7 separate regions of the Mus musculus genome follow, and regions 1, 2, 3, 4, 5 and 6 are each linked to region 7. A link is a contact called in public Hi-C, HiChIP or PLAC-seq and promoter capture Hi-C data. All regions are on one chromosome and are shown on one strand. The core of a region is the stretch at or near the end of the contact, and the rest is flanking DNA. Distances in the headings are between cores, read along the strand shown. Region 1 has its middle 45 kb from the start of Socs3. Region 2 overlaps Pgs1 (phosphatidylglycerophosphate synthase 1). Region 3 holds the start of Tmc6 (transmembrane channel-like gene family 6). Region 4 has its middle 23 kb from the start of Socs3. Region 5 holds the start of Tha1 (threonine aldolase 1). Region 6 holds the start of Birc5 (baculoviral IAP repeat-containing 5). Region 7 holds the start of Usp36 (ubiquitin specific peptidase 36).

Region 1 (3,720 bases), core at 691-3,190, 370 kb before region 7:
ACCCTGGCCTGTGGCTCAGCTCCTCTTCACACTAGTTGCTTCTGGGTTTGCTCCCTACTGAAGGCAAGGCTACTCCCGGCTCCAGGTGCCCCTTCCCCGCCTTCCTGCAGCTGACTCTGTCTCTACCTGTCTCCCTTACCCCCGCCCCACCTTACAATAGCCCTACAGATGGGTGCTGTTTCTCTCCCCCCAGACTTTTCTGGCCCCAGGGCTTCCAAGCCCATCCTTCTCAGGTCTGGCCTGACCTGTTTATAGGATGTTCTGTTCCATCTGTTGGCTTTTGTCTCCTCTGGCAAGCAGAGACCCATCTTGAAACTCCTTCAGTTAGAGTGGAATGGGGGCAGGGCACACTTTGGCCATGGGTATCTCCATGAGGAACCACACCTCCACCTCAGTGGGCAGTGAAAGGAGAGGAGAAGGCCTCATGTCCAAGTCAGCCATGGAGTTGGAGTCAGGTAAGCTCAGCAGAGCTTCCCAGGGCCCTTCAGGCTTCCAAGAGAATTGGTCTCGGGGAAGGCGGGCTGGGCCCCTCGGGACAGGAGCCAGTGGGCTTCCAGGAAGGGAAGGCGAAGATACATACCCCTTCCCGGCATGTCCCTGGGAGGACAAGGATCCAGTTCCCTGTCCTACCCACTGGGGACAAGGGCGGTGTCCTGAGGGCCTGCAGCAGCTGTGCGCGTAGTTCAGCCAGGCGCTTCTGGGGGCTGGAGCCTGGGGCCAGTATCTATTGGCCAAGGCTAGGACCGGTGGGCGAGGTCAGGCAAGGCGGGCAAGTTACTGGAAACCAGACAGCTCTGTCTGTGTCTCTGCCAAGCTGCCCACTGCATTCTTTGGTCTCCTGTTTCCATGCAGTCTCTGGGACAGGTCCCAGCCTGGCCTGCCCAGAGCCTCGGTGCCCATGTTTGGGTCACTGAAGCTGGGTAGGCAGGGCTGAAGAGGAAAGCTAGGAAGAGATCAAAGCTCATAGGGGTCGGGAGGAACCCTGTGTTGTGTTGTGTTGTGTTGTACTGTGCTGTGTCGTGCCATCGGTGTAAGCATGTATGTGCGTTCATGTGTATACACACGAGTAGGTGTCTCTACCGGGGCCAGGTCTAGCATGTTGGTGGCCTGTGTCGAAGAACATAGAGGTCTCAGTCACCCTGCCTTCTCTGCGGCCAGCCTGGGCCTGCGATGTCCTCTGTGGGACTGTGACAGGGACAGTTGGTATCTGGTTCTCTGCCTAGACTCCAAGGGGCAAGTGCCTCAAGGACCTGTCACAGACTAAATTCAAGTTCCTGGTGTTGGCATCTAGTGTCCTAGCATCTATCCCCATGGAAATTACACTGTGCAGGTCAGGGTCTGTGGGGACATCAGGAGAAAAGACCAGGGTCTCAGCAACCTGCTCTCTGTGTCCCGGCGGGCACACCACAAGCACTACAGCTGATGCCTGGCTGATCCATTTCAATTTTTTAAAAAAGATATATTTATTTATTTTAGGCATATAAGTACCCTGTTGCTTCAGACACACCAGAAGAGGGCATCAGATCCCATCACAGATGGTTGTGAGCCACCATGTGGTTGCTGGGATTTGAACTCAGGACCTCTGGAAGAGCAGCCAGTCAGTGCTCTTAACCTCTGAGCCATCTCTCCAGCCCCCATTTCAATTTGTTTATTTGTTTGTTTTGAGACAGGGTTTCTCTGTGTAGCCCCGGCTGTCCTGGAACTCACTTTGTAGACCAGGCTGGCCTCAAACTCAGAAATCTGCTTGCCTCTGCCTCCCAAGTGCTGGGATTAAAGGCGTGCACCACCACTGCCCGGCCATTTTAATTTTTTTACTGTGCTAAAATAAATAGGTCGCACGGCTGGGAAGTGTTTGCTTAGCAGGCATGAAGCCCTGGGCTCCATCCCCCGTGCTGCATGAGCTCGGTGACTCAGAAAGCACTTATAATCTGCACCAGAGAGATGGATGCAGGAGAGTCTGAAATTCCAGTCCAACCTCAGCTACACAGCCAGTTCCCAGTCCTCACCCCCAGAGGAATCCAAGGAAGAGGAGCTGAGACCTGCCCAATTCCCCTGCAGCCTGTGGTGTGGACCAAGCCACCTCAGAAGCAGGTCCTGAGGTCCTAGTCAGGTCTTCTGATGAACTCAGCCTACTGGATATCAGCTGCCCACAGAAACCTCACCAGGGAGTAAGTAGTGATATCCACTTGAAGCTGCCAAGCATGGGATACCTTGAAGTCAGTATGCCACGGGGAAGTTGTATCTTGACCTGGTGAGGCCCCCTGAGCCTCTGGCATCCTTGGGTGGCTGCTGTAGATCTCCCAACAGGGGGAGTCGCTTCCACAACCACCTTGTCAAGGGCCCATCTCCACCCATTTCCTCAAGGCCTTGTGTTCTGTCACCCTGCAGACACAGCTTGGGAACTCACGCCATCAACGGGCTGTGGCAGAGATCTCCAATCAGCCAATCTGGAGTCCTGTTTGGTATGGCATATTCAGAGAGGGGCCTGCACTATACCCCCATGGCAGTGTCCCGTGACTAGGCAACTGGCTTGGTGCTTGGTCCACGCTCACACAGGTTCCTCAGATATGTCCACAGGAGTGGAAGGTGGTTCTCCCTACACAGCCCCGAACCATGTCTGTTCTATGAAATGCTCTGGGCTTCTCTCCATCAGCCCAACTAAGGCTGGCTGTCTATGGACTTAAGATTGTCCCTTGATGACACACACTGAATTAGTGAATCTACATGTCTGATGGAGCCACCCCACTCTAACCCAACTCCCACATACACTCCCTCTGCCACAACAACCAAGCTCACCCAATCAAGCTCCCCTGGGCCAGCCTCTAATTAGCACCTTAATTCATTAGGCTATTAAGTATTGCAGCCGTGCTGTGTGCAGGTACCACTGCTGTTGCCTGTCTATACCTCTGAGACCCAGCCTGGGTGAGTTGCCTAAGACCAGCTCCTAGCTTTCTCTCTCAGCACTGTGAAAGCCAATTAAAACTGGATTAAGCAATTAAAGGGGTTGTTCTAGCAGGTCACATGACAAAAACACAGGATTATCCCTGAGCCTCAGGCACAGTGGGTCCAGGTTTGCCAAGGATGTACTGGAAAACTAAGTCTCTCCACTCCCCTGACCCCTAGCCTCTACCATGCCTCTTCCCTCTGGCAGATTTTCCACAGTGGTGACAAGATGGCCCCAGCCAACTCTAGGAATGGCCCCAGGATGGAGCTGCTTAGGTTTTGGTCCCAGACCTAGACTAACAAAAGGTGCCTGTTCTGCTGGCCTCGTTCTGGTCATGTGCCCATTGCTAAGCTGTGTGGAGAAAGCAGTGGAAGAGAAGCTGGAGTGCTTAGCTTAGCAGGCCAGGCCAGAGGGGGAGCTGGATCCAGTACGGCGGTACCAAGAGGGGCCGTCTTAGAGGAAAACTCAGTCTCTTGGCCAGTTTCTTGATCCTGGACTTCAGGTGAGATAATATGTTTGCAGTTTACAAACTACAGTCTCCATGCCAGGCCAGTGAGGCGGCTCAGCAGGTAAAGGCACTTGCCTGATGTCCCACACAAGCCTGTTGTCCCCACAACCTACATGGAGAGACCTGACTCCCTCTAGCTGATCTCTGACTTCCACTTGAGTGTATGAATGTACATGCTCCCACCCTAAATGTAAATAATAATCATAATAATAATTATAAACTTCCAAGTCTCAGATATTTTGTTATAGCTACGCAAAGAGACAAGGCT
Region 2 (3,982 bases), core at 508-3,007, 300 kb before region 7:
AGGAGGAGCGGTTCTTCACCGCGTGGTTTCCTCTCAGGCTAGGAGGTGCCCATAGAGACTTAAATGAGAAAATCGTTTCTTATTAGTGATCTTGAAATACTGTTGCTTTCTCTGAAGCAAGTGTCTGACTCACTGTCATTGAGAGAACTAGACAGTTCATTTATTCCTCGTGTGGATGGGTCATTGCTCTTCTAGGCGAGATAAAGGCACAGCCCTGCCTTTAAAGTGTTTCAGCCTATGAGCAGACAGTTCCAGGAAAGTAGGGTGGAAGGTCATAGTGACACCCAGGAGAGGCTTCTGAGATTATGGAAGGCTCCCAGTGGCAGAGCCCAGAGCTGTTTGGAATGAAGCAAAGTGAAGAAGGGGGAGTGGGCATTTAAGGGGGGGTGATGTGAGCAGGCGTGGGGGGGGGGCAGTGCTTGAACCATTTCTAGCAGCTGATGGAGTGTTGCTAAGTAGGAGAGGAGCTAGGAGCAAGTCAGTGTCCTGGGCCAGAGACCTTGGAGGCAAACGCTAGGTCCTTGTGTGATTTCGTTTGTGAATGGCGCAGGCCTGAGATTGGTGGTGGAGGTGCTCCTGTGATGTCAGGGCAATGGGAGGGAAGAGTTAGTCCTGCACTGGGGATGCTGCTGAGGTAGGGCGTCGGGTGACTGAACCGGAGTAAAAGCCACAGGTTTGGGGAATGATGATGAGGTCATTTGTGGCCTGTGAGCTGCAGCCAGGTGGAGGTGCCCAGTGCTCAGAAGCCCACGCCTAGTGATGCACAAAATGGGCTCCTTACTGGAGCAGGTGAGACTTAGTGGGAAGTGTATAAAGAGGGGGTTCTGTCCTCATCTTGAATTTGTTTGCCATACAAGAAAGTATCCTCTTGTGGCCTGTAGACTTTCCTTTAAAGCAATATTTATTTATTAACTATGTATAACAAAATCTTATTTTGTGGGGGAGGGGCGGCGAGACAGAGACACTGGTCCAATTCCTGGCTTGTGAGAGGGAACCAAGTAACCATAGAGGGAAGGGTCTTTGAACGGTGTGACTTTGGAGGGTTAGTGGACATCCTGAGAAACTTCTACTGAGGAATTTTCCCACTGCAGGGTTACTCTCCTTTGACCATTTCTAATGTGGGGGCTCGGCCTTCCCAACTCATTAGAGCTCTGTCCTTTGGCTTATTTTAGTTTTTGACACATCGTCTTATGTAGCCCAGGCTAGCTTCAAACGCGAACAGCTGATCCACTTGCCTTCAAGTGCTTCTTATTTCAAGTACTATTCACTGTGCTCTGCTTCCCTGAGTTTGTCAACGTTTTCTGGTTGTCCTGGGTTTGAACACAGGACGCTTACATATGCTGAACAAGCACTTTGCCACTGAGCTAGTCCTCAGTCCTCAGTCGCCTCCTGATTTATTATTTAGGGCAGTGAGAGCAGGTGGCAGAGAGAATCTGGAACCAAGGAATAGTTTCTCAGAATTCTCAGCTGATTGACTTTTAGTTGTAGCTTGGTAAGTTGCTGTTGAGTTTCCCTGAGTGTGACTTAGCTGGTGTGAGTGGGGCCCAGCTGGGCACATGCTGCTAAGCAGATGGAGAGCTGCCTGGGATTAAACCACTCAGTTCCTTCCATATCTAATCCTCTCTGTAAATACTGACTTAAGTCAGTAAAGGAGACAGCCTGACGGGAGCCCTCGGGGGCAGGTATGGTCCATGTCATGCTTAGTTCCTGCTGTGCCTCAGTAGCCGGCAGCTCTTCAGTCCCCAGTGTCACTGACTTCCCTTTAGCTTGTGGTCAGTGTATAGCTGGAGCGGTGCTTGCTGGGGAGTCCAGTGGCCACAGTGTTGAGTAACCGAGAGCATCACTTCCCTTCCTGGGCTCAGACGGCAGAAGTCAGGAAGGGCCTCTGCTGCCAGGGCTGCAGGAAGTACAGACTTCTCAGGAAGCTATGACTGTTGATCTTCTCATCAGTTACCTTTACGTGTAAATATGTAAATGTGGGGGAGTGGAGGGTGGACTCTTCTGAAAAAGTAGTTTCTGAAAATGGGATGACCAAATACCACAGTTTCTTTTAAAGACTTGGAGGGAAGGGCAGGGGGTGTTTTTGGACAGATTTGACTGGGATCCCATCAGTCTTTGCCAGGAACTCTGTGTGTTTCCCAGAGGGAATGAACCCTGAGGCCGATGTGCAGGACACAGCATTCCTGGCCATTGAGGGTTCTCTGGTAGGGCAGGCAGTCTTTCAGCTTCACAGCACTGTCCAAAGCTGAGCAGGTTGACCTACAGTTTGTATCCCCAGAGCCAAACAACTGTCATCTTGGTCTTTCAGCTGTGTGGACTTGAAAAGAGATCTAAGCTGGGCTTGTCTCTTCACATCTATCCTTCATAGATGGTCTGGGAGGGTCACAAGACCCACACCTGAGCAAGTATTCTCTCTTTAACACCTGCTGTATGCAAGACTGCTGCTTACAGCACATGGCCCTAGAGCAGGGGTAAGGTATATAGGCTGGCGAAGACTGCAGAGAGGGGGCTTTGGGGACATCATTTTCCCTGCTTCTGGTGTGTCCTTCTTGTGGGGAGCACATATGCTGACCCATCCCCTGTGCTCTGTCAGGAAGCCACTCATGTAATTCATGAGTACATGAGTAAATTCATGTACTCATCCAGAGTGAGCCTTGGTGTGTTGTTGCCTACCCTGGGAAGGAGTTTTAGTCCTACTGTCTCCCGAGGGTGGTGGCAGCACTGGGACTGTGGCTTCAGAGGTGAATTGCAGACAACACTGTGCTTCTGGGGTTGTCTCTCCGCTAAGAATAGGGGAGCTAGGCTGGGTCTCACCATGGCTCACCCATAGGCAAGGCAAGCCAGTGTCTTTCCACAGGTACTTGGAGCCTCAAAATGCTTGGTGAGATGAATGGTCCTGCTGCGCCACCCAAGGTGCTTTCTGTGGGGTGGCAGTTTGGCTATTCTGAACCCAGTTGATGCTGGGGAGGAGTGTTGAGGGGGAAACTGTTTTACCTGGGACTCATGTACACCAGGCTGACTTCGCCATCCATTCAGGGGCCCAGAGAAGCATGTACATGCTGTGTGCTGGGGTGGTTGAGTCTGTAGGTCGTTGGGATGATGGGAAGAAGCCTATTTCTCTGCCTGACCCACTTCCACCTTTCACACTCGTGCTCCCTCCATAGGACCCTGCCTATTGGCTTTCCAGTCATTCCTGAGTTCAGGGAATTTGTCTGCAACATCTCCAGGAAGCCTTAATTCTGTTGGCTGAACCTTGACCCAGAGTCAGGTATCCTGTGGGTGTGGCCTGCGCACTTGTGAGAGGATGCTGTCCTGGTCCGCAGGCTGCAGGCTGAGGATGCCTTTGTGCTGTTGGCCCCACATGCTTCTAGGCCTCGGAATGTGTGCTTCCAGGCCTTGGGTGTCGGGTGGGGGGACCGCTGGCCTGCAGGCCCTGTTCTCTGTACTCTCTGGACATTCCGAGGGAAAGGAGAGAGAGGCCTTTGGCAGGTCCTTCAGACCTGCTTGTCTGTTCGCACCACTTCCTTCTCCTGTAATCAGAACTGGGTGCTAGATGCTATCTAGAAAGAGATGACTTAGGGGAACTAGCTGTAAATGTGGAAATTGCATGAGCTTGTCTTGGTTCCCTAAGTGAGCCCGACAGCCTCTGCCTCGAAGCTCTCAGGCTTAGTTTTCAATGGGACATGTGGTATTTTTTTCTTTCAGGAAAAAAAATCCTTTTCTTAGAGAGAGTGTGTGTGTGTGTGTGTGTGTATCTGTTCTATGTGTGAGTGCCACCAACTTGCTATAGTCAGTTTTCTCCTTCTGTCATGTGAGTTCCAGGGCATTGAACTCAGGTTGTCTGCTTGGCAGCAAGAGCCTTTACCTAGGGCATGTGGTTTCTTAGTAAAACTCCTGGCTCAGGGGAATCACTTGTGCCGGTGGCTGACTCCTGGAACCTGGATTCCTGTCCAGTGGGCTAGGCTGGTGTGGGACAAGCTTT
Region 3 (3,873 bases), core at 59-2,558, 510 kb before region 7:
GCTAAATTCACAGTTAAAACAAGTGGGCCCAAACATTCCCACCATGACCGGCTGTGGGGGAGTGACGAAAACAGGAAGGAAGGGTGAGGCCGCGGCTCCTCCATTGGTTTCCTAGATGTTGCTAGTACTGGGGGAAAAAGGAGAGGCCTGTAAACACTACCCGTTTCTGGTCTGTTCCCAGGCGAGGGCCCTAGAGCTTCATCATTTTTAGAGCAGCGGCTGAAAGGCTCCGAGGACTTCCCTGTGCCCGCCCTATGACCCCAATGTGCTTTCACCAGCAGGAAGTGCGACCAGGCAGCCGCAAAGTCCTGCCCCCAGCACCGGAGGCAGCGTCCACACACTGGACTCCTCGCGTCCTCCGGAGGCTGACTCCCTACATTCCCAACTCAGCTGAAGGCTGGAGAGAGAAGCTGAGCTGACACAAGCACCCTTTGTCCAGCTCTGTCACCGGGCACAGTTACAACCAGATCGTTGTTAGGGGCTTATTGTTCTCCTGGCCCAGGGCCCTGAGGGAAAGCGCGACGGAAAGAGCAGTCAATCACTTGACTCCTGCAAGATCGCCCTCCAGAAGGCAAGCCCCCGCCCCGCCATGTCCGCCGGTCCTCCCTGCCTTCGCCTAGGGAAGTTTTCTGGAGCTCCCCCGACGGCCAAGAGCCCCACGCAACCCGGACTGGCACCCGGCACGCCCCCGCCTGCGCTGCAGTGGAGCACTGCAGGGAGAGGCCAGGCTGGAGCCGGCGGGAGGTGGCACCGCCCGGGTGGAAAGCAGCCAGGAGAGGTGGTGCCCTTTTAGTTCCAGGGTCCTTTCCCTGGCCACAGTACTTCTCAGGCTCAAGGCCCCGGGCGGGCCCACACCTCTTCTCCTCAGTAGTCTGGGTGCTCCGGAGGCTACGGGCCGGGGCTCCGGATCTGCCTGGGTTCCTGATCTTCAGGTCCTCCTGGGACCAGCCAGGTGTGCGCTGTTCCGGGGCGCACCATCCTGCACCCTGAGCCAGATGGGGAGAGGCCGGGAGCGGCAGTTTCCAGAAACCCGCACCCAAGCTGTCAACTACCTGGCGATAGCAACCGCCCCTACACCGCAGTTGCGCCCCAGCACCAGGGTCCCAGCGCCCCTCTGGGTAGAGGAGCCCCATTCTCCCCAGATTGGCTCACCTGTGCGCGCACCCGCCGCGGGGAACCGAGGTCTCAGCCCCACCAGCAGGAGAATCAGCACACAGTAATTAAGGGTACATAGTTTTGATGGTTTCCAGACTGGCAGCTGGAGGTAGCCTCACCGCCCGCCCACGTGGCACCGGGCCCCAAAGGTCACGTGACTCGTTCCTGCCTACCGGTAGGACCCGCCCATCCAAAACAGTGCCCTGTGCAAGCCAGCCTCAGACTCCACCCCAGCACTCCACCCTCAAGTCTGAGTAAAGTAGGCGTGTCCCACCCACTATTTGGATGTATACAACCCCTAGGTGGAGTCACTAATATTCCTCTTGAGTTTCTAAAGAGGGACGGCATTTCCACGTCCCGGGGTCACTTACCAGTCCCTAGCCTTCCCACGCGGGATTGAGTAATCGCCTCCTCCCAGCCTGGTTAACTGTTCTTTATCAGAGGCTGAGCAAACGAGTTACTGCCCGCTCCGCCCTGGGCGTGGTGTCTGTTTCTAAAGCTAGGGTTAAACTGCTTCCTGCTGTGCCAAGACAGTCAAAGACCTTTCTATTTCACAGATGAGGAAATTGAACCCGAGAAAGTGTCACCAGCCTCCAGGTGTCACCAGCTGGAGCAAGGAACCTGGCCACCAAGATGCTCCATAGAACCGCTTCCCCCAAGTTACAGACAGGGTGACCGGTGACCGTGAGAAGTAGAAGGGAAAAACAAGTCCCCTCCTACACACGAAGGTTAACAGACCCCAGGAAACGTGTGGGATACCGGAAGGAGATGAAGCCTGAGGGGGGAGGGCGACGCTTCTTCGCAGCTGTCTCTCCGTGCCTGGGTGGGTTTACCAAGCGGCGCCTTGGCACCGGAAGTCTTGGTCTGCAGACCCAGCCCTCCTCAGCCCCTAGTTGACTCCTTGCTCTTACTCTGAATTTTGCACGACTTTGGCCCAATTTGAAAGCCATTTCCTGGGGCGCCTTCCTGTGTGAACTTGTTGGGAGTACAGAGCCTGTGGGCAGGGACACAGGCGGAGACTCAGAATCCAGAGCTGAGACAACAAGGTTTTAAAAGAGGTGAACAGGGAGGAAAGGCTAGGGCTCCCAGAACTGGGAACTGGCCAAGATGACTCCTAAAGGTCTAGTCAGTGGATGACGAGTGACGTGCTTGAAGAAGCTGCTTCCTCAGCTCTTAGGTTGGGCTTGGTGCCAGAGCCTGGCCAGGGCATAGCAACAGGGAGGGCAGTGCCTGCCCTTAAGGCGGTCAGTTCAAAAATAACCTGCCAGCCAGTCATAGTGACACAGGCCTTTCTTTAATCCCAGCCTTGGGCAAGTGTCTCTGTGAGTTCAAGGCCAGCCTGCTCTACATGATGAATTCCAAGACAATCAGAGTTACACAGTGAGACCCTGTCTTGAAATAGAACAAAAAGCAAAGAACAAAGCGCCAGGGATCCGGAGAGGCAGCAGCTCCAGTGCTGAGACCATCCACCCATCACTAGCCTGCTCTCTGGGGCGACTGCGGACCGCAGATAAGGGTCCCCGCACCAGGACACGCCTAAGGGCTGGCGGCCAGGAAGGGGGCTTGCAGGAGTGGGAGCACAGAAAAGCAGGTCGGCCTGGTGCCACCCGCGCCTCTCACCTGTGCCCGTGACCCTCCAGGTCGGGAAGTGCACGCAGAGGCAGAGGAAACTGTGAGGAAGGAAGGCGGGAGTGGGTGGAGGGGAGGAGACGCGGTGGGCCCCCACCCCCGGGGTTCCTGTCACGTGACCCCCACCCCACTCCCTCACCACCCTGCCTGGTGTGTCAAGAGCTGGTCTTAGGAGGGGGCTCTTCGGGGAGCTTGGTCCCTTGCCTCTTTGTGAGCTGCTTGCCTTGTGACAATAAGGACGGTGAGAGGGGGAAGAAGGCCAGGGCTATTGCTTCCTTCCGGATGGTTTGGGGGGGGGGGTGTCTTTTCTTTTCTCATGATTGGGGATGTAGCCACGCCTTCTATTCTGGGTCCCTTGAGAAGACCAGAGCAGACCCAGCCTGGACAAAACACACAGAATGGGGCGGGCAGTGACGGTGCTCGCCTTTAATCCCAGCACTTGGGAGTCAGAGACAAGCAGATTTCTGAGTTCAAGGCCAGCCTGGTCTACAGAGTGAATTCTAGGACAGCCAGGGCTACACAGAGAAACCCTGTCTCAAAAAAACAAAACAAACACACACAGAGAGAACGGAGCCCTAGTACATCCAGAGCTGGGGTGTTGCAGGAAGCTAAATTCTAGGAGCTGTCGGGGGTTCGGGACAGGAGTGACCTCCCAAAAGCCAATCAGCACATGGGAAAAGATTGTGTTTTTCTAAAGCGTAAGGTAAGGTTTAGGACAGACAGCCTTTGCCCGCGGCTTCTCTCTCCTCATATCCTGGAGGCCTTTCACCGTGCTTGGCAGTTGAAGACTAAGGCCTTGGTCAGTGGGTCTGTTTGAGAGGTGGAGTGGGGCAGCCCCGGCTTCGACCACAGCAGGCTTCTTTTCACTGTGGACACTGGCAGGGCCAAGGTGGAGCTCCTGCGAGCAAGGATCTTGCCTGTCTGTCCCGCGCGCCCACTGGGATGTTTCGCCAGTGGTCGGTGCAGTCAGGACCAGCCCCACGAAGGCCTGAATCCCAGGCGGCCTCGGAGGAGCTGTGGGAGCAAGAAGTGGAGCGGCTATGCGCCTCCCGGACGCCTGTGCGGATGCTGCCTTACGCCATGGCAGAC
Region 4 (3,654 bases), core at 565-3,064, 340 kb before region 7:
AGTACTTCATATATAGATTCTTTCTTCTCAAAGACATTTTCTGATAGTCTGGGTTGTGTAATCCCCCCTACTCCCCCCTTCGTTTTCTCTTCTCCCACTTTCCCTTTAAAGATCTATAGTTTTTGTTTTATCCTCCCACACACACACACACACACACACACACAACAGACTTCCATGTACTTTTTTGGGGGGTGGGGGGAATTCCCTCTAAAAGTTTTCCAACTTCCAGTCTCTCTTTCCTGAGCTGTCACCCACAGGGACTCACCGGGGATGAAAGGGGACCCCTCAGTGGGATTCCTGCCATGGTTTCAGGGAACACCACAGAATGCCAGGGTTCTCTGGAAGGTCCTGGGCACAATGCAGCTGGAGCAGAGGCCACTCAGGTATCAGCTAGGAAGGTGTGATGACTAGCCTTCTAGGAGCTGACCCAGGATGGATACAGTAGGACCTACCAAGCACCTCTAGGAAGATTGGAGACCAAGAAGAGCCAGGAAGACAAAGGCTTTGACCCTTTGGCCTAAGAGCGCTCAGATCTGGTGCTGAAAAACCGGATTTGCAGTGAAGGAGAGGCAGGAACACAGCTCATGTGGTAGAGAGCTTATCCAACATCAGAGTCCTGAGTCCCAGAGTGGGATAAATAGGGTGTGGAGGGACACAACTGTAATTCCTGCACCCCAGAGAGTAGAGGCAGGAGCTCAGTTACCCAGCCAGTTGGAGGTCAGCCTCAGCTCCAGACCCTGACTTTAATAAACAAAGAGGAAGGAAGGGAGGGAGGAAGGAAGGAAGAAAGGGAGAAAGAAAGGAAAAGAAGCCAACTATTGGAGTTCAGCCAATGATTCTAGCACGTGGTAGGCAGAGGCAGGCAGATATCTGTGAGGTCAAGACCAACTAACTGGGTTTGAGCTCCAGGCCAGTCAGGGTTACACAGAGAGACCCTGGCTTCAAAACAGAACAAAGTGAGGGAAGGTCTCACTATGTAAGGCTCACGCTCGGAATTGCATCGGGAGACAGAGCAGGAACAGGTTGGTACAAGTCAGACTTCTCTACTTCGAAAGTTCCAGGCCATTTGAGCTACACAAGGAAACGCTGTCTCAAAAAGGAAAAACAGAGTCAAAAAGAAAAAACAAAAAACAAAAAAACCAAACCAAAACAAAACCCCCTGAATGAACATAAAGATCGGAGGGATGTCTCTGGATAGTTTTCTTTTTCGTTAAGAAACATAAAACTCCCGTCTTCCTGTTTCTTCATAAGGGCTTAGTAATTTCCAGTCATCCATCATTAAACAAAGTCAAATCAAGAGAGAGAAAAAAGAATCACAGGACAAGAGCTGAAGGTGTGTGGAACAGGGCACACAGTAGGTCCACTCCCAGGAGGCTGATCTGTGCTTATGGGGAAACAAATGGACTGGATAGCAAGTTCATAGGGCAAGTACCCACACTTAACAGTAAGGGAGGTCACCCCCAGTTCCATGTGAGGGGCTCAGGGTTGGGAAATCAAGCGTGGAAATCTCTGGGAAAACCCTAATACCCCTGTCGCAACATTCTAGGAAAATGGCCTGTCTGTTGAATAAGAGTGAATCACTCTGGGGAAGGCTGTGGCGGTTGACACTGTCATATACTGCCCATCTCCACCCTTTGGTTCCCCAGTGGTGTTCTGAGATCCTCTGGGGGCCTCAGGAGGAGTTGGGGGAAAGCTATGATCCGGAATTTCAGTGAGACACATGCAAATGGCTCTTTGGAGGAAGTTATGAGGCCAGAGAGATGTGGGCAGCCAGTGTTTATGACCCGAAAAACAGAAGTGAGACCGGGTAAGATTTCCCAGCCCCTCCCCCGTGGGCCTCTCATTCCTTCCCTCTTGGAAATCAGACCAGACTCTACTCACTGTAGCGTCTTTGAAAATGCCCATCTTGAAATGAAACCAGCCTGTGGAGATGGTAGCCCAGTGGGGGCCAATGAGAACCAAGCTCTGGCCTCAGAGATAGGGACCCATCAGCTTCTCAGGTTGTGTCCCTGGACTGTTAGCTGCCCCCCACCCAGATAGGGCTGACACACGTGCAAGCTTTTAAGAGAGCTGGGACACGTTGCGCCTGCGCAGCCCCACCCCTGCAGGACCTTGCCCATCCCTGGTAACTTCCGCTGTAATTAATGGCCCATTGATTCCCCCTATCGTGGATAAGGAGGACTCTGACTAGTCTTCGAGGAAGCTAATTCCTTATTGATGAATGAGTCAAAGCTCAAGGTGCACGTTGGTTATTCAGAAGGAGGGTGATGCACCCTGTGGGTTCGCAGCCACCTGTGTAGGCTCACCCAGAGATAAAGGGCCCTCCCTGGGGAGAAAGTGGTTTCTACTCCCTCAAAATACACTTTCCAATCTCTCTCTCTCTCCCCGCCCTCTCTCTCTCTCTCTTTCTTTTTCTTCTTCTTCTTCTTCTTCTTCTTCTTCTTCTTCTTCTTCTTCTTCTTCTTCTTCTTCTTCTTCTTCTTTTTCTTCTTCTTCTTCTTCTTCTTCTTCTTCTTCTTCTTCTTCTTCTTCTTCTTCTTCTTCTTCTTCTTCTTCTTCTTCTTCTTCTTCCTTCTTCCTTCCTCCTCCTCCTCCTCCTCCTTCTTCCTCCTCCTCCTCCTCCTCCTTCTTCTTCTTCCTCTCTCTCTCTCTCTCTCTCTCTCTCTCTCTCTCTTCCTCTCTCTCTTCCCCCACCCCCTTCTCCTCCCAGGAGATCTCCATTCCAGGTCTTCACCCTCTTTACCCAGACTTTTTTTTTTTAACCTATATACGACAACATTAAATGTTTTATTTTGAGATAGGTTTTACGTAACCCAAGCTGGCCTCAAATTCTCCACATAGTCTAGGCTACTCTGATCCTCGCCCTGCTGCTTCCGCCCCCTCCACCATATGGGGCACAGAGTTGAGAGTACCATACTTACCATAGGGTAAACCCAGGGTGTCCTGCATACTAGGTAAGCACTCTACCAACTGAGCCACTGCCCTTGTAGCTCATCTAGAACTTCTGTTTGTTTCCCTGCTCAGGAAAACCATGTTAGTTTAGCACATGTTCATTTTCTGATTCCCAGCATCCACATAGCACTCATGACTGTGGGTAACTCCAGTCTAGAGGCCCTGATGGCACCCTCTCCTGGGCTCAGTGGGCACTGCATATGTGTGGGAGCACACACACACACACACACACACACACACACACACACATACACACAGAAGACAAAACAAGGGGGGCTGGTGAGATGGCTCAGTGGGTAAGAGCACCCGACTGCTCTTCCGAAGGTCCAAAGTTCAAATCCCAGCAACCACATGGTGGCTCACAACCATCCGTAACGAGATCTGACGCCCTCTTCTGGAGTGTCTGAAGACAGCTACAGTGTACTTACATATAATAAATAAATAAATAAAAATCTTTAAAAAAAAAAAAAAAAAAAAAAAAAAAAGAAGACAAAACAGGGCCGGTTGCTAATGTAGCATGACCACCTGGAGCTGGTGGAGCCTACATTCTAACTAGGGTCAGCTGCCTGAGGTTGACATCCAAGGGCATGGGGCAAAATACTTTGTTTGACCATGGAAAGCACTTGCCAGAGGGCAGGGGCTAGGCTCATGGGTAGGGCTTGCCTAGTAAGCACAAGGCCCTGGGCTCTGTTTCTAGCTCTG
Region 5 (4,108 bases), core at 1,586-4,085, 420 kb before region 7:
TCAGAGCCACCTCTGGAACCCAGGGTCTTTCTTCTGAGCATGTTTACACAGCATCCGAACTGGAAAGGCTGCTGGTTCCTGCTTTTTCTGTTCAGTCGTTGCCCTTTGGCGTCTTTCTGGAGTGCTAGTGCTCCATCTGTCCACTAGAGGGCAGTAAGGCACCGCGACAAGTGAGCAAATCTGGGCCCAGGCCCTCCCTTCCATCTCTCTTTCCCCCCTCTGCCGGTTCCAGGCTGGTACCTGAGAAACAGGGGCCTACCTTGACATCCTAGCTGGCTGAAGAATATCCAAAACCCCAGGGTATTATTGTCTGGTCCTTACCTGTGCCACCCCGCCCTGCTCATAGACGTGGAGGTGGCATTCCTGCCCAAGGAGGACCTGGGAACCCCGGCGCCGGCAGTGACCCATCACTGAGACAGATGGGAGGAGGGCAGGATTTGGAACTGGGTCCAGAGGATCTCTCTGCCCCTGCTCAGCTTGGCCAGGCTGAGCTAGGGCCCCCAGTGAGCTCAGACTCCCTCTGTCAATTGGGAGTCAAAACACCTCACTGTCACGTGTTGAAAAGACTGGTGTGTTACACAATTCTAGGCTGTGAAGGCTGGACACTAATAACCTGCACCAGACCCCCATGGCCAGCAAGGAAGAGTGCCAGGATGCTGCCTCCAGGAACAGGCATCCCAGGGTACCAGGAGCAGCCAGAGGACAGAAGCACACTGGGAAACAACCCAGGCCAGGGCTGCAAGGTAAGCATCCAGGAAGAAGAGCTAGGGAGTAGCAGAGACTCAGACCTCACTCCTCCCACTGCCAAATGCAGAGTGCTCCACCAGTTGCACCCAAAAGAAATCCAGGTGTGTGCCCACCAGTGCCACAGACCCTTTGAGCTGGGGCTCAGAGGGGCGGGTAAGACACTCACCAGAGATGAGGTTGGCCATAGTGTTGGTGGGCACAAACAGCGTCCTCTCTACCCCAAGCAACTCTGCAGCCTTTTCCTGCAGTTCTGAGAAGGGAGGGGGGCAGGGGAAGGGCAAGAATCAGCAATTCCTCGGGCCACTGTACCGTGGCACACAGTTCGTGTGTACTTGTTACAGGGTTTGATAGAATAGACCTGTGATTCCAGTACTCTGCTGAAGCAGGAGGATAACTGAGTTGGAGGGCCGCCTGAGCTATACAGCAAGACCTTATCTTAAGCACTTCTCTCCGAAAAGGTACATTTGCTCGGATGAGAAATGATGGTCCTGTGGGTGGGGCTTGGAGTCTGTGATCTTGGTAACCACGTGCCACAGCCAGAGGCCCCTCTGTCAGTCCTCCTGAGCCACAGTCCCCGCCCCAGGCCACCGAAACTCCCTTGTGGTTTGAAGCCCCTTTCCCACCCAGACCTCACACCTGTTTTTCTCCCTTTCCCAGAAGCCCCGGCAGGTGAGGCCTTGTGGTTTCCCTGTGGACTTCCTCTGCACATCACCACGGAAGAAGAGCCTCTGGGGAGCGGGCAGGGCACAAAGAGTGCAGCTGGCGGGTGAGTGGATGGCCTGGGTAAAGGCCATGGTGGCTCTCCTGTCTGTGACACAATGCTCAGTGCTAAAGTGATCTAGATTCTGTCCCCAGAGGACACATACCCGTGTCTCCCTGAGCCCTGTGTGCGGTCGGGGATGAGTTCTGCTCGCTCCTCCTCCCAGCCCCTGGTTCACCCTCCTCAGACTCCTGTCGAGGCCAGGACCTCCCAGCCTTGATGTGGTGACCTGTTTACACCAGGTGCCTGCTGAGAGCAGTGTAGCTCAGCATCTTTGAAGTTCCTGGTAATATCTTGTTGTCAAGAGATTCTAGATCAGCCCCAATCACCCCTGGGTCCACAAAGGTCAAGTGTGATCTCTGGTGTATCTCTGGATCTCTAGTGCACACACAGCAGCACTAGAGGTCCACCTTAGCAGTGACTATTGACCCCGGGTGGGCTTTGGTTTGCTGTCTCCTTAACGCGCTGCACTCCCTAGATATGAAATTCTGCACCCCCCCCCCCCCCCTGTGAAGGAGCAGCGAGCACTTTCTTTGCTGGATTGATTTTGTCTTTGTGAAGTCAGCCAATGAATGAAGGAGAGTAGTTAGCCCTCCTTGTAGTAAGACCTGTCTCAAACCCTGGTTCTTCCCTGTTCCTGATGTGGGTCCTTGAACTCCTCTCTGCCCATCTCGGGGTCTTGCTTTGCCAAGTCTGGACAACACCCATCTGGGCAATTGGGTGACAGTGGGCAGAAATCACCAGGTGGTCCTGTTAAAATGCAGATTCTGGCTCCCCAAGTCCATTGTGGAGCTCAAGAGTCTGCATTACCAGGGATCTCTCCGAGAAGGAACAAGAACGCAGAGTGCACCACTGAGCGTCCTCAAATGTCAGCGAGGCACCCCTCTGCGTCCGTGCTGTCCTGTCAGAACCACGGACAGCGTCCCGGGGTCACCGCAACGACCCCTGCCCCGGGCCTGTTCGCCGGGCTCACCGTGGACCGTAGGGTCTTCGCCGTAATCATCGTCTCCTACAACCGCTTCGGCCATAGCGCGCCTCATGGCCGGCCCTGGCCGGGTCACCGTGTCGCTGCGTAGGTCCACCACGTGGGCTGGGACCCCCGCCCAATTCCTAGACCACTGAGCCCAGGGCACCCTGAGCCCCGGGACCGTGGCCCGGAACAGGCTGCGTAGCATGGCGGCCCGGAACAGGCTGCATAGCATGGCTGTGGCACTCGTCTTTCTCGGCCGCAGGAGCGGAGGACAGTCTCTTCCGTGCCAGCGGGGAACCCGTGTAACTGGACTCTTCTGACCCCGCGCGGACCTGAACTGGGCAAGCCCGGGGCACTATGGGAATTGTAGTCCTCTCTGGAGTTTTATACATTATTCGAGCCCCGCAGCATGCTGAGAGTTGTAGTTTTTGTGTTCCGTTGTTCCAAAGGCTAGGAGATTTTGGAATGACAGTTCCTTACTTTGCTGAGTGGGAAACAAAGCTGAGGTCCGGGGATTTTAGCGTGTACATGGTACTGCTCGTGGCACTGCAGATTTAACTTAATTAAGCGTCTCAGCCACTCTGGGAAACACCTGGGTGTTTGGGAATGGAACTCAGGTTCTCTTCATAATCAGTTCCATGCCTCTGAGCCACCTCTCCAGTCCCTCACGGTCCTCATTTTACACCCGAGGAAACAGGCTGCAGACACTGATGTGAAGTCCAGGAATCAAGTATGGTACCGTGTTGCCCATAAACAGTAGCTTTCAACCACTGGAGTCTTTTTAATTTTTCTCCTTAAAAATTAGTTCTGGCCGGGCAGTGGTGGCGCACGCCTTTAATCACAGCACTTGGGAGGCAGAGGCAGGCGGATTTCTGAGTTCGAGGCCAGCCTGGTTTACAAAGTGAGTTCCAGGACAGCCAGGGCTACACAGAGAAACCTTGTCTCAAAACAAACAAACAAACAACAAAATTAGTTCTGAACTCACTGGGTAACCTAGTTGACCTTGAACATCTGACCGTCCTGCTTGGGAATTCAAGTGTGTGCCACCATGCCCAGTTTACGCTGTGCTGGGAACTAGATTTAGGGCTTTGTAAGTGCTAGGCAAGCATGCTACCAAATGGGATACATTCCCCCTCCCTCCTCTCCCCTCCTCCTCCTCCTTCCCCCTCCCCTTCCCCTCTCCTCTCCCCAAATTCTTCTTTTAAATGAATTTAAAGCTGGGAGGTGGTGGCACACACCTTTAATTCCAGCACTGGGGAGGCAGAGGTAGGCGGATCTCTGAATTCGAGGCCAGCCTGGTCCACAGAGTTCCAGGACAATCAAGGCTACACAGAGACCCTGTATGGGGGGGGGGGGAGATTTAAAACTTTAAAAATCATATGTGTGGGGTGGGGAGTAGATACACATGAGTGTAGTTACCTACTGGGGCCAGAAGAGGGCGCTGGACAACCTGGAGCTAGAGTTACAGAGTCTCCAAGAGACTGTATGGGTTTGTGTCTGCCATCTCTCTAGGACATATGGGAAACGGAGTTTTGGAGGTATCTAGAAATCTTTCTTTTTCCTATACCATTGGCTTGGAGAGACAAGGTGCTTCCATGGAAGTCATGCCCAAGAGCCCTGTGACAGAGCAC
Region 6 (3,751 bases), core at 664-3,163, 440 kb before region 7:
ACATACAAGTACACACTTTTGAGCTGGGCTGGAACGATAGCTCTTTGGCAGAGTGCTGACCTAGCATGCATGAGGCCCTGTGTTTAAATCAGGCATGGTGGTGTGTGCCTATAATCCCAGCATTTGGGAGATGAAGGCAGGAGGATCAGAAGTTGTTTTATGAATTCAAGGCTAGCCTGGGCCACACTAGACCCTGACTAGGGTTTTTTCCTTTTGTTTTTGACTCCAGTTGGGCACGGTAACGACGACCTATTATTGTAGCACTAGGGAGTGTTGCTTGGTTTTTGCGCTACCACACTTCTGCTTCCCTTCCAACCTCCCAATGCTAGGAAAGAAAGGAGGTTAGAGGGGAAGGGGCGTAGACCTCTTTAGGCTACTTCCTGTTGATTTGGGATACTGGGCTCCTTGGGGCCTGTCCAGTCTTCTTCATCATTAGAATATCCAACTTCTTGTCTCTGCTTATGAATATTTGACAAACTGCAACAACAGTAACCAGGAGCAGCAGGTGGAGCAGCAGCAGGGTCGGGGAGCAGGAGCAGCAGCAAGCAGTGGGAGCACGGGGAACAGCAGGGGGAGGAGCAGCCTCTTCAGAGCACCCCTGTCTCTCTCAGGGCTCAAGGCATTTATACCCTCTAAAGACTTCCCAGAATTCCAAACAATAAACGCTCTCCTGAAGTTGGCAAAAATCACACCCTTGCGCAAGGCAAACCCTAATTATTTGCTGGGAAGCCACCTCTTACTCCACACCTGGGATTAAAACAAAAACACATTCATAAAACATAACTGGGCTTTTAGAGAAACTCAAATTCTCACTACAGGGAAGAGTCCTATCTGAACCGGGCCATGAGAGAGGAGAGGAAGAGATGAGAGAGGGAAGAGGACCAAGAGAGAAGTGGAAAGTTTCAGACCAAGGGAGCAAGCTGTAGAAATGGCTGGTCTATACAGGGAAGAGAAGCTCAAACGCTGGACTGGTGAGGTTTAGGATAGGGGCAGGGTGAGAAGAGCTGGGGGGAGCCACAGGAATTGATACTTGATCCATGTTTCTTCGGGACGTGACAAAACCCCTCTTGTTCCAGCTGCCTATGTGGTATGATCTGTTCTTCCTCACAATCTGTGAGGTGGCCTGGAGCTCATTGGAGGCCCACTGGCAGGAAGCCTACTGAGATTTATTGAAAAGGAAACCGAATTATCAGGGCACTCGTTTGCAACGCCAACCTGGGCTGTGTTCGGGGCATGCCCAGCCTGCTGTCTGCAGTGTGAAGCTCTTTAGAAGCCACTGCAACCACAGGCCGCCCGACAGGAACAGAGACACTGAAAACGGGCCCGCAGCAAGGCAGGCTCAGCAGCCAACAGTCACACCCAGGAAGCAGTATTTTTCTTCTGCTCCTGGACTCTCTTGCGGTGTATGGCTGCTTCCCTTTGGTCTGAGCCAGGCCGATGGTCTCAGAAATAGACACCCATTGACTTTCTTTTCCAGCGCTGGGACATACAGACCCCGCCTCCATCCCAGGGTGTCTATAGGAAGGATGGCGGCTGCTGCAGGGAGGAGGGTCTCCTGTCTTCCTAAGGGCGCCCCTCCACCAGCCTGTGGGTGGGTCCGAGGCACTTCCATTCCGATATCTAGCTGGCCAAATCCTGCAAACCTTGAGGCAGGAAGAACCTGCAGAGCACATGGGACTTGCAGCGGACATGCTTTAAAGAGGTGCCCCAGGCCCGTCCACCGCCCTCGGCCACCCTCCGTGTCCTCTGGGGAGCAGCTGCGGAAGATTCGAGTCAGAATAGCAAGAAGGAACCGCAGCAGAAGGTACAACTCCCAGCATGCCCTGCGCCCGCCACGCCCACAAGGCCAGGCGCAGATGGGCGTGGGGCGGGACTTTCCCGGCTCGCCTCGCGCCGTCCACTCCCAGAAGGCAGCGGGCGAGGGCGTGGGGCCGGGGCTCTCCCGGCATGCTCTGCGGCGCGCCTCCGCCCGCGCGATTTGAATCCTGCGTTTGAGTCGTCTTGGCGGAGGTTGTGGTGACGCCATCATGGGAGCTCCGGCGCTGCCCCAGATCTGGCAGCTGTACCTCAAGAACTACCGCATCGCCACCTTCAAGAACTGGCCCTTCCTGGAGGACTGCGCCTGCACCCCAGAGCGAGTGAGTCCCAGCTTCCAGCGACTCCACCCTGGGCCCGACGGTGCCTTAGTTGTGTGACCCGGGATCAGAACCCGCTATCCCCACCCTCGCTTCGTACTGTTAGCCAGGCTGCTTTGCTCTGCTCTGTCCTCCACGAGGCCACCCCCCCCCCCCGCTCTCCCCACCCTCTGCCTGAACCACTGTTAGCCTCCGGGCCTCTTCCCACTGTCCTCAGTTCTCGGCCCGGAACGATCTCTGGGAATCATGGGATAAGGTCAGACTGTTGATCCCGCTCACGAGCTGTCATTTTCAGATGGCGGAGGCTGGCTTCATCCACTGCCCTACCGAGAACGAGCCTGATTTGGCCCAGTGTTTTTTCTGCTTTAAGGAATTGGAAGGCTGGGAACCCGATGACAACCCGATGTAAGTCCCACAGGCTACTCTCGGTGGGTTTCCTGGTGTTCCCCTTCCATTGAGAGCCTTTTGGGTTGAACTGGAGTTGGGACAAACCATTTGTATTTAGTAGAAGAGCATGCTTCTTGCTCAAGTGTTCCAGTTATACAGCTCAGACTAGTCTTGAATTCTCAATTTCTGCCTTGGTTTCCTGAGTGTTGCCAACATGCATGGTTTTGCCTGAGGTTTTTTTGTTGTGTTTTGTTTTTGTTTTAAAACAGGGTTTGTCTGTGCAGCCTTGGCTGTCCTGGAACTCACTCTGTAGACCAGGCTGGCCTCGAACTCAGAAATCCGCCTGCCTCTGCCTCCCAAGTGCTGGGATTAAAGGCGTGCAGCACCACTGCCCAACCAAATTTTTAAATATGTTATTATTACTTAATTTATATTTCTATTTGTGTATGTTTGGATGTGGGTGTCATGGTGGATGTTGGTGTCAAGACAGCTTGGGGGGATAACTTCTCTCTTATTGTGTTGGTCCCTGGAATTGAGCTCAGGTGAGCAGGTTTGGCAGCAAGCATCCTCACCTGGGCCATTTCAGTGGCCCCTGTTTGGTTTCAGACCCCAGGAGTAGGAACTGAGGTGCTTATTCTACATATCAAAGCAGACCTGGACTCCAGGCTCTCCCAGCATCCCTCACTCCCTCCCTGGCATACTTTGCCCCCAACTCTGAACTTCCAGCCCAGGAACTGGGCAGCCCTTCCCCCCAGAGGCTCCACCCTATATAATCCAGGCATTTTGGACTTCTCTTCTTCTCTCTCTACATGTGTTCTTTCTCTCACCTTCCCATGGTGACTCCCCTGGCCTCAGTCCTTGAGCCCAGTGAATTCACCTGGGAGCAGCTTTCCAATAAACCTGCATTTCATAACATCTAATCTGGCTTGAATTGGTTCATTTAACCAGCAGAGAAATAATTTATAATCCTGGACTATGATTCATTAAAAACAGGTCTATTGAAATATAATCCATCTACTGCAAAAATCAGTAGCTTAGTGACTTTTTAAGGTCTTTTTAAAAATCTAAAAAAAAAAAAAAAATTAAAAAAAAAAAAAAGGCTGAGAGCTGGCTCAGAGGTTAAGACCACTTGTTGCTTTTACAGAAGACCCAGGTTTGGTTCCCAGCACCCACCTGGTGGCTCACAATCAATTACAACTCCAGTCCCGGAGGATCTGAGGCCCCCTTCT
Region 7 (3,698 bases), core at 242-2,741:
TCTAACCAACGCCCCCACCCCCAACAGAATGCAGATGGGAGGTGGCCTGGCTTCTGAAAATCCCCACCACACAAACATCATTTTCAAAACCACACATGCCTCCCTACGGGGAGGTGAGAACTTTGTCCTGGCCCAACATGGTTCAGGGATGAGCAAATGGGAACACTAACCCAAAGGCATTTGCCACAAGGGCCTTAGGACCAAGGCAGGCTACTCAGCCAAGATCATTTTTGAAGCTATAGCAGGAAAAAAGTGTCTATCATTCTACCTGGAAGATACGGCTATGTGATGTAGGAGCGAGAAAAATGTTCGTGTAGTTCCCAGCAAACCCTCTAACATGCACACGCAGCACGTGTGACTCTCAGGCCAACCGGGATGCTTCCTCGACCCAGGTCTCTCAAGGACTAGGATACTCTGCACGCCCAATTTACATATCTAATTCGGAACTCAAGCCTGGCTCCTCCCTTCTGACAGATGTCATTTAAACAAAGCATTTCCTTCAGCTCTTTAAGCTGTTTTCCAAGAAATACTCAAGTCAGATTCTCAGGGTCACTTACATGCTGGCGAAGACAGAGCTGGGGCCTCCAAGGCATCCCACCGCAGAGCATTCCAAGTCAGGGAACAGTTGAACTACATGCTCTTTGGCATCCTCAGGCATCCAAGGTGCCTCCCTGTCTTAGGATGCTATTCCACCATCTCCATCACCAAGGGTCACGCCACAGACGCAGGCAGGCTCGCGCGCGCACACACAATCACACACCATAAGCAATGGGCATTTTGGTTAGAATGCTATCCTGCTATTACATTTCGGTGTGGATCCGTGTTAAGGATCTGACCCTGCCCTAGTCTATAAAATGGACTACAGCTATACCTCCACCCTAAGATTTCCAGCTCCGGGAACCTTCAAAGGAAAACCCGCTCTGAGAGAACAACCGCGATCCCAGCGACCTCACGTTCCAGAAGCTCCCTGGGATGAAGACTGATGCAATTCCCTGGCTACGCTAGGGTTTACAGGCACCCCTCACATCACCTGTCCCTTCCTCGGAGTCCCTGGCATCCCTTGTTCCTCCAAGTCCCTCGCACCCCAACCTTCTCCAGTGTTGCCCTACGCCCCTCTCACGCCCTGTCCTTCCCGGCGATCCCTGTCCCTTGCGTCCGATGTTCTTTCTGCGTTCCCCGGTGCCCTCGCCGGCCACGCACGCACCTGTCAGCCTTCGCTGGAGTCCCCAAAACCCGCGGGTAGAACGCGCACCCTCCTCGTCCCAAGCCCCGCGGAAGCTCCTGCGCTCCGCCGCGCCCGACCTCGACCTCCTAGGCCTCTCGGGAACCCGCGGAAGGCCCGCGCAGCACCAGCGTCCGATCCGGGCCGGGCCAGCATGCGCACCATCCGGGCCTCCAGAGCCTCACACACGTGTCACCACGACGTTTAAAGGAGCCGCACTGCAATGTGCTCCCTGAGTCCGCGTGAAGGGCACGTTCGCCTTAAGAGGCGGAGCTAACGGCGACTTGTCTCCCTGGACCCTCCCTTCTCTGCTATTCGCGACGCACACGTCACCCCTCCGCCCCGCAGGCCTGCCAGTCTACGCGATGACGCAAGCGCGTAGAGCTAAAAGCTCCGGAAGCGTCCCGGAGTCCAGAGACCCTGCTGCGGCTTGGCGTGGTTCCCGCGGTGTACGCGAGTGGCGTCACTTCCGCTTGCGTGCCTGACATTGCCAGTGCGCAGGCCCAGTGTGCTGCGGCGAGGAGCTCAGGGCTCACGTTCAGTGCAAGCCACCGAGGCTTTGAAGATTCACCGTTCGTTAGTTCTTACCTGCAGGCGTCCTTTTGAAAAAAAACAAAAAAACAAAAAAAACCCTAGCAAGCCGGGCATGGAATGAGGCCCTGGGTTCCATCCATCACTGCATGAAACAGGCGCTGTGGCACAAGAAAGCAGTTTCTGCAACTCTGAGGAGTGGAGGGGGTGGGGGATGATCAGAACTTAAACGTCATCTCTGGGATCCTTGAGATGCTGGCTATAGCCACTCCACCGCTTAACTTAAGTGGCCAAGGCTGGAGGATCATTGGAGAATGTCTTCTGGACCACGTAGCAGAACCTTGTCTTTAAAAAAGGGGGTGGGAGTGGGGGCTGATGGGGTAGTAATGGCAAAGACCAAATCCTGTTAGCCTATACCAATGTCCCTTTTAGAGCTAGAAAGATGGCTCAGAGGTTAAGATGGCTTGTCGTTCTTTCCAAGGACTTCCCAGCACCCATACAGTGGTGGTTCAAAATCTCATGTAACTCTACATGTGGCAGACACATATGACCTAAATTAGAAAAAAAAAGTTCTCTTAGTTTTAAAAAGATTTTGAATTACATACGTATAGGGGAAGAATATCTGAGTGTAGGTGCCTGTGGAGGCCACTGGTGTCTCATCCTCTCTTAGAACTGGAATTACAGGCAGCTCTAAGTTGTGAGCTCCCAGTGTGAGGGCTGGGAACCAAACTCTGGTACTCTGTAAGAGAAGTAGGGGCTATTAACTATTGAGTTCCAGTCCCAGAATCCTCCCTCTTTATTTAGACCGACTTCTTTGTTCTCTGACCACTCTTTGTGTCTGGCTGGAGCTGGCTCTATAAACCCACTGTTCTAGGCTGGCTACAATGAATTACTGCTTTTGCTGTCCCGAGCCTGATACAGTTCCTGGGAAATTCACTGTTTTAGCACGCTTCCTGTGTGGGAGCTGGCACCTGGCATAAGACCTAGGTTTTTAATCCAGATGTTGTTCTAATTAGCCTGTTACTTTGCAAATTTCTCTTACTTGGAGGCTTGATCTGTGGGGACAAAAAAATAAAATAAAATTCAGAGTCAGTAGCTCAGTTGGCAGGTAATAAATTTAGTCCCCAGGCTGGGCGATAGTGGCACACACCTTTAATCCCACTCAGGAGGCAGAGGCAGGCAGATCTCTAAATTCAAGGCCAGCCTGGTCTACAGAGTGAGTTCCAGAGAGCCAAGGATACACAGAGAAGCCCTGTCTCAAAATAAATAAATAAATAAATAAATAAATAAATGCAATCCCCAGATGCCCCCCAACCCCCTAGTGCAGTGGTGTTATAGAAATGTAATCCCTTCTCAGTGAGAAATCACTCTGCACACTTCGAGATCTGTAAAGAACATACTTTTACATGCAACTGGATGTGGCCAATGCCCAGGGAAGAGCCAGCCTCAAACAGAAGAAGGTCTTATTAACTCATAGACAAGGTAGGCTTGTGCATTGTGCATACTTGACACTTGTAAATCTCTTTTAGGTCCAGATCCCAGATTACATATTGAATAATTTAAATAGAGATGGAAAACTTAACTCTGACCATTTGGGCAGATGGCAGATTCATTCAGCAAAGATATTGTAAGGATTCTTTCTTTCTTTTCTTCTTTCTTTCCTTCCTCCCTCCCTCCCTTCCTTCCTTTTGTTTTAGTTTTCTTGAGACTGGGTTTTCATATGTAGCCTTGGCTGTCCTGGTACTCATTCTGTAGCCCAGGCTGGCCCGGAACTCAGAGATCCACCTGCCTTAGCCTCCCCAGTGCGAGGATTAACGGTGTGCACCACTAGTACTTGGCTAGGATTATTTATTAAGTACATCACTGTTGTCTTTCAAATAGTTGTTACCAGCTTCATCTTGCCCACCTGGCAGAATTGTGCTTTTCCTAATAACCCAGGGAACTT

What was found. Promoter capture Hi-C pulls out the DNA fragments that hold promoters and counts their contacts. HiChIP or PLAC-seq counts read pairs in DNA pulled down with a chosen protein or histone mark. Hi-C and Micro-C count contacts between places; a contact is called where the count stands out from the background.
Region 1: a contact with region 7 is called in a FOXA1 HiChIP or PLAC-seq map of pancreatic cancer cells. The contact joins the enhancer-like site here to the promoter of Usp36 in region 7. A contact is called at or near these places in 2 of 39 promoter capture datasets (the C10 cell line and pre-B cells) and 2 of 115 datasets of contacts at active chromatin or transcription factors (embryonic stem cells and pancreatic cancer cells).
Region 2: an H3K27ac HiChIP or PLAC-seq map of microglia shows a contact between it and region 7, with 5 times the contacts expected there. The contact joins the enhancer-like site here to the promoter of Usp36 in region 7. A contact is called at or near these places in 2 of 39 promoter capture datasets (pre-B cells and stem cell-derived epiblast-like cells), 3 of 115 datasets of contacts at active chromatin or transcription factors (extraembryonic endoderm stem cells, large pre-B cells and microglia) and 2 of 9 other capture datasets (adipose tissue and liver).
Region 3: a contact with region 7 is called in a Hi-C map of B cells, with 11 read pairs. The contact joins the promoter of Tmc6 here to the promoter of Usp36 in region 7. A contact is called at or near these places in 2 of 484 Hi-C or Micro-C datasets (B cells and erythroblasts) and 1 of 115 datasets of contacts at active chromatin or transcription factors (large pre-B cells).
Region 4: a contact with region 7 is called in a promoter capture Hi-C map of pre-B cells, with 2.1 times the contacts expected there. The contact joins the enhancer-like site here to the promoter of Usp36 in region 7. A contact is called at or near these places in 1 of 39 promoter capture datasets (pre-B cells), 1 of 115 datasets of contacts at active chromatin or transcription factors (large pre-B cells) and 1 of 9 other capture datasets (pancreatic islet).
Region 5: a RAD21 HiChIP or PLAC-seq map of pro-B cells shows a contact between it and region 7, with 5 times the contacts expected there. The contact joins the promoter of Tha1 here to the promoter of Usp36 in region 7. A contact is called at or near these places in 3 of 39 promoter capture datasets (the C10 cell line, frontonasal cranial neural crest and liver), 2 of 15 datasets of contacts at CTCF or cohesin (large pre-B cells and pro-B cells), 11 of 484 Hi-C or Micro-C datasets (B cells, CD4 T cells, CD8 T cells and 4 more), 17 of 115 datasets of contacts at active chromatin or transcription factors (the 230-238 cell line, CD8 T cells, the SCID.adh cell line and 10 more) and 4 of 9 other capture datasets (embryonic stem cells, embryonic tail, embryonic trunk and 1 more).
Region 6: a contact with region 7 is called in a promoter capture Hi-C map of liver, with 5 times the contacts expected there. The contact joins the promoter of Birc5 here to the promoter of Usp36 in region 7. A contact is called at or near these places in 7 of 39 promoter capture datasets (the HPC-7 cell line, the SN4741 cell line, hippocampal neurons and 3 more), 5 of 484 Hi-C or Micro-C datasets (CD4 T cells, embryonic stem cells, liver and 2 more), 10 of 115 datasets of contacts at active chromatin or transcription factors (acute myeloid leukemia, embryonic forebrain, embryonic stem cells and 5 more) and 1 of 9 other capture datasets (liver).

The regions. Positions count from the first base shown.
Region 1 is chr11:117,922,756-117,926,475 of GRCm38.p6, forward strand. No RefSeq gene overlaps it. Among named protein-coding and RNA genes, the nearest start is that of Socs3, 45 kb to the right of the region's middle. Within about 2 kb of position 1,941, at least 30 of the 459 cell types and tissues checked have an H3K27ac peak or open chromatin away from gene starts, as enhancers often do. A contact at or near this core is called in pancreatic cancer cells, where this site is marked.
Region 2 is chr11:117,990,119-117,994,100 of GRCm38.p6, forward strand. The region is part of intron 1 of Pgs1 (phosphatidylglycerophosphate synthase 1); the gene reads left to right. Among named protein-coding and RNA genes, the nearest start is that of Pgs1, 5.3 kb to the left of the region's middle. Within about 2 kb of position 1,758, at least 155 of the 459 cell types and tissues checked have an H3K27ac peak or open chromatin away from gene starts, as enhancers often do. A contact at or near this core is called in adipose tissue and microglia, where this site is marked.
Region 3 is chr11:117,779,384-117,783,256 of GRCm38.p6, forward strand. Tmc6 (transmembrane channel-like gene family 6) reads right to left here and starts at 1,309. Exons shown (of 20, transcript NM_145439.3): 1 at 1,153-1,309. It overlaps Tmc8 (transmembrane channel-like gene family 8), which reads left to right and starts at 2,914. Exons shown (of 16, transcript NM_181856.2): 1 at 2,914-3,025; 2 at 3,667-3,873. The coding sequence starts at 3,727. Gm11723 (a long non-coding RNA gene) reads right to left here. Exons shown (of 3, transcript XR_003949820.1): 3 at 3,272-3,873.
Region 4 is chr11:117,945,022-117,948,675 of GRCm38.p6, forward strand. No RefSeq gene overlaps it. Among named protein-coding and RNA genes, the nearest start is that of Socs3, 23 kb to the right of the region's middle. Within about 2 kb of position 1,815, at least 71 of the 459 cell types and tissues checked have an H3K27ac peak or open chromatin away from gene starts, as enhancers often do. A contact at or near this core is called in pre-B cells, where this site is marked.
Region 5 is chr11:117,870,691-117,874,798 of GRCm38.p6, forward strand. It overlaps Tha1 (threonine aldolase 1), which reads right to left and starts at 2,836. Exons shown (of 7, transcript NM_027919.4): 1 at 2,481-2,836; 2 at 914-997; 3 at 322-410. The coding sequence starts at 2,709. It overlaps Gm11725 (a long non-coding RNA gene), which reads left to right and starts at 395. Exons shown (of 3, transcript XR_001780380.2): 1 at 395-743; 2 at 1,405-1,513.
Region 6 is chr11:117,847,324-117,851,074 of GRCm38.p6, forward strand. It overlaps Birc5 (baculoviral IAP repeat-containing 5), which reads left to right and starts at 1,914. Exons shown (of 4, transcript NM_009689.2): 1 at 1,914-2,138; 2 at 2,431-2,540. The coding sequence starts at 2,028.
Region 7 is chr11:118,288,753-118,292,450 of GRCm38.p6, forward strand. It overlaps Usp36 (ubiquitin specific peptidase 36), which reads right to left and starts at 1,492. Exons shown (of 21, transcript NM_001033528.1): 1 at 1,205-1,492.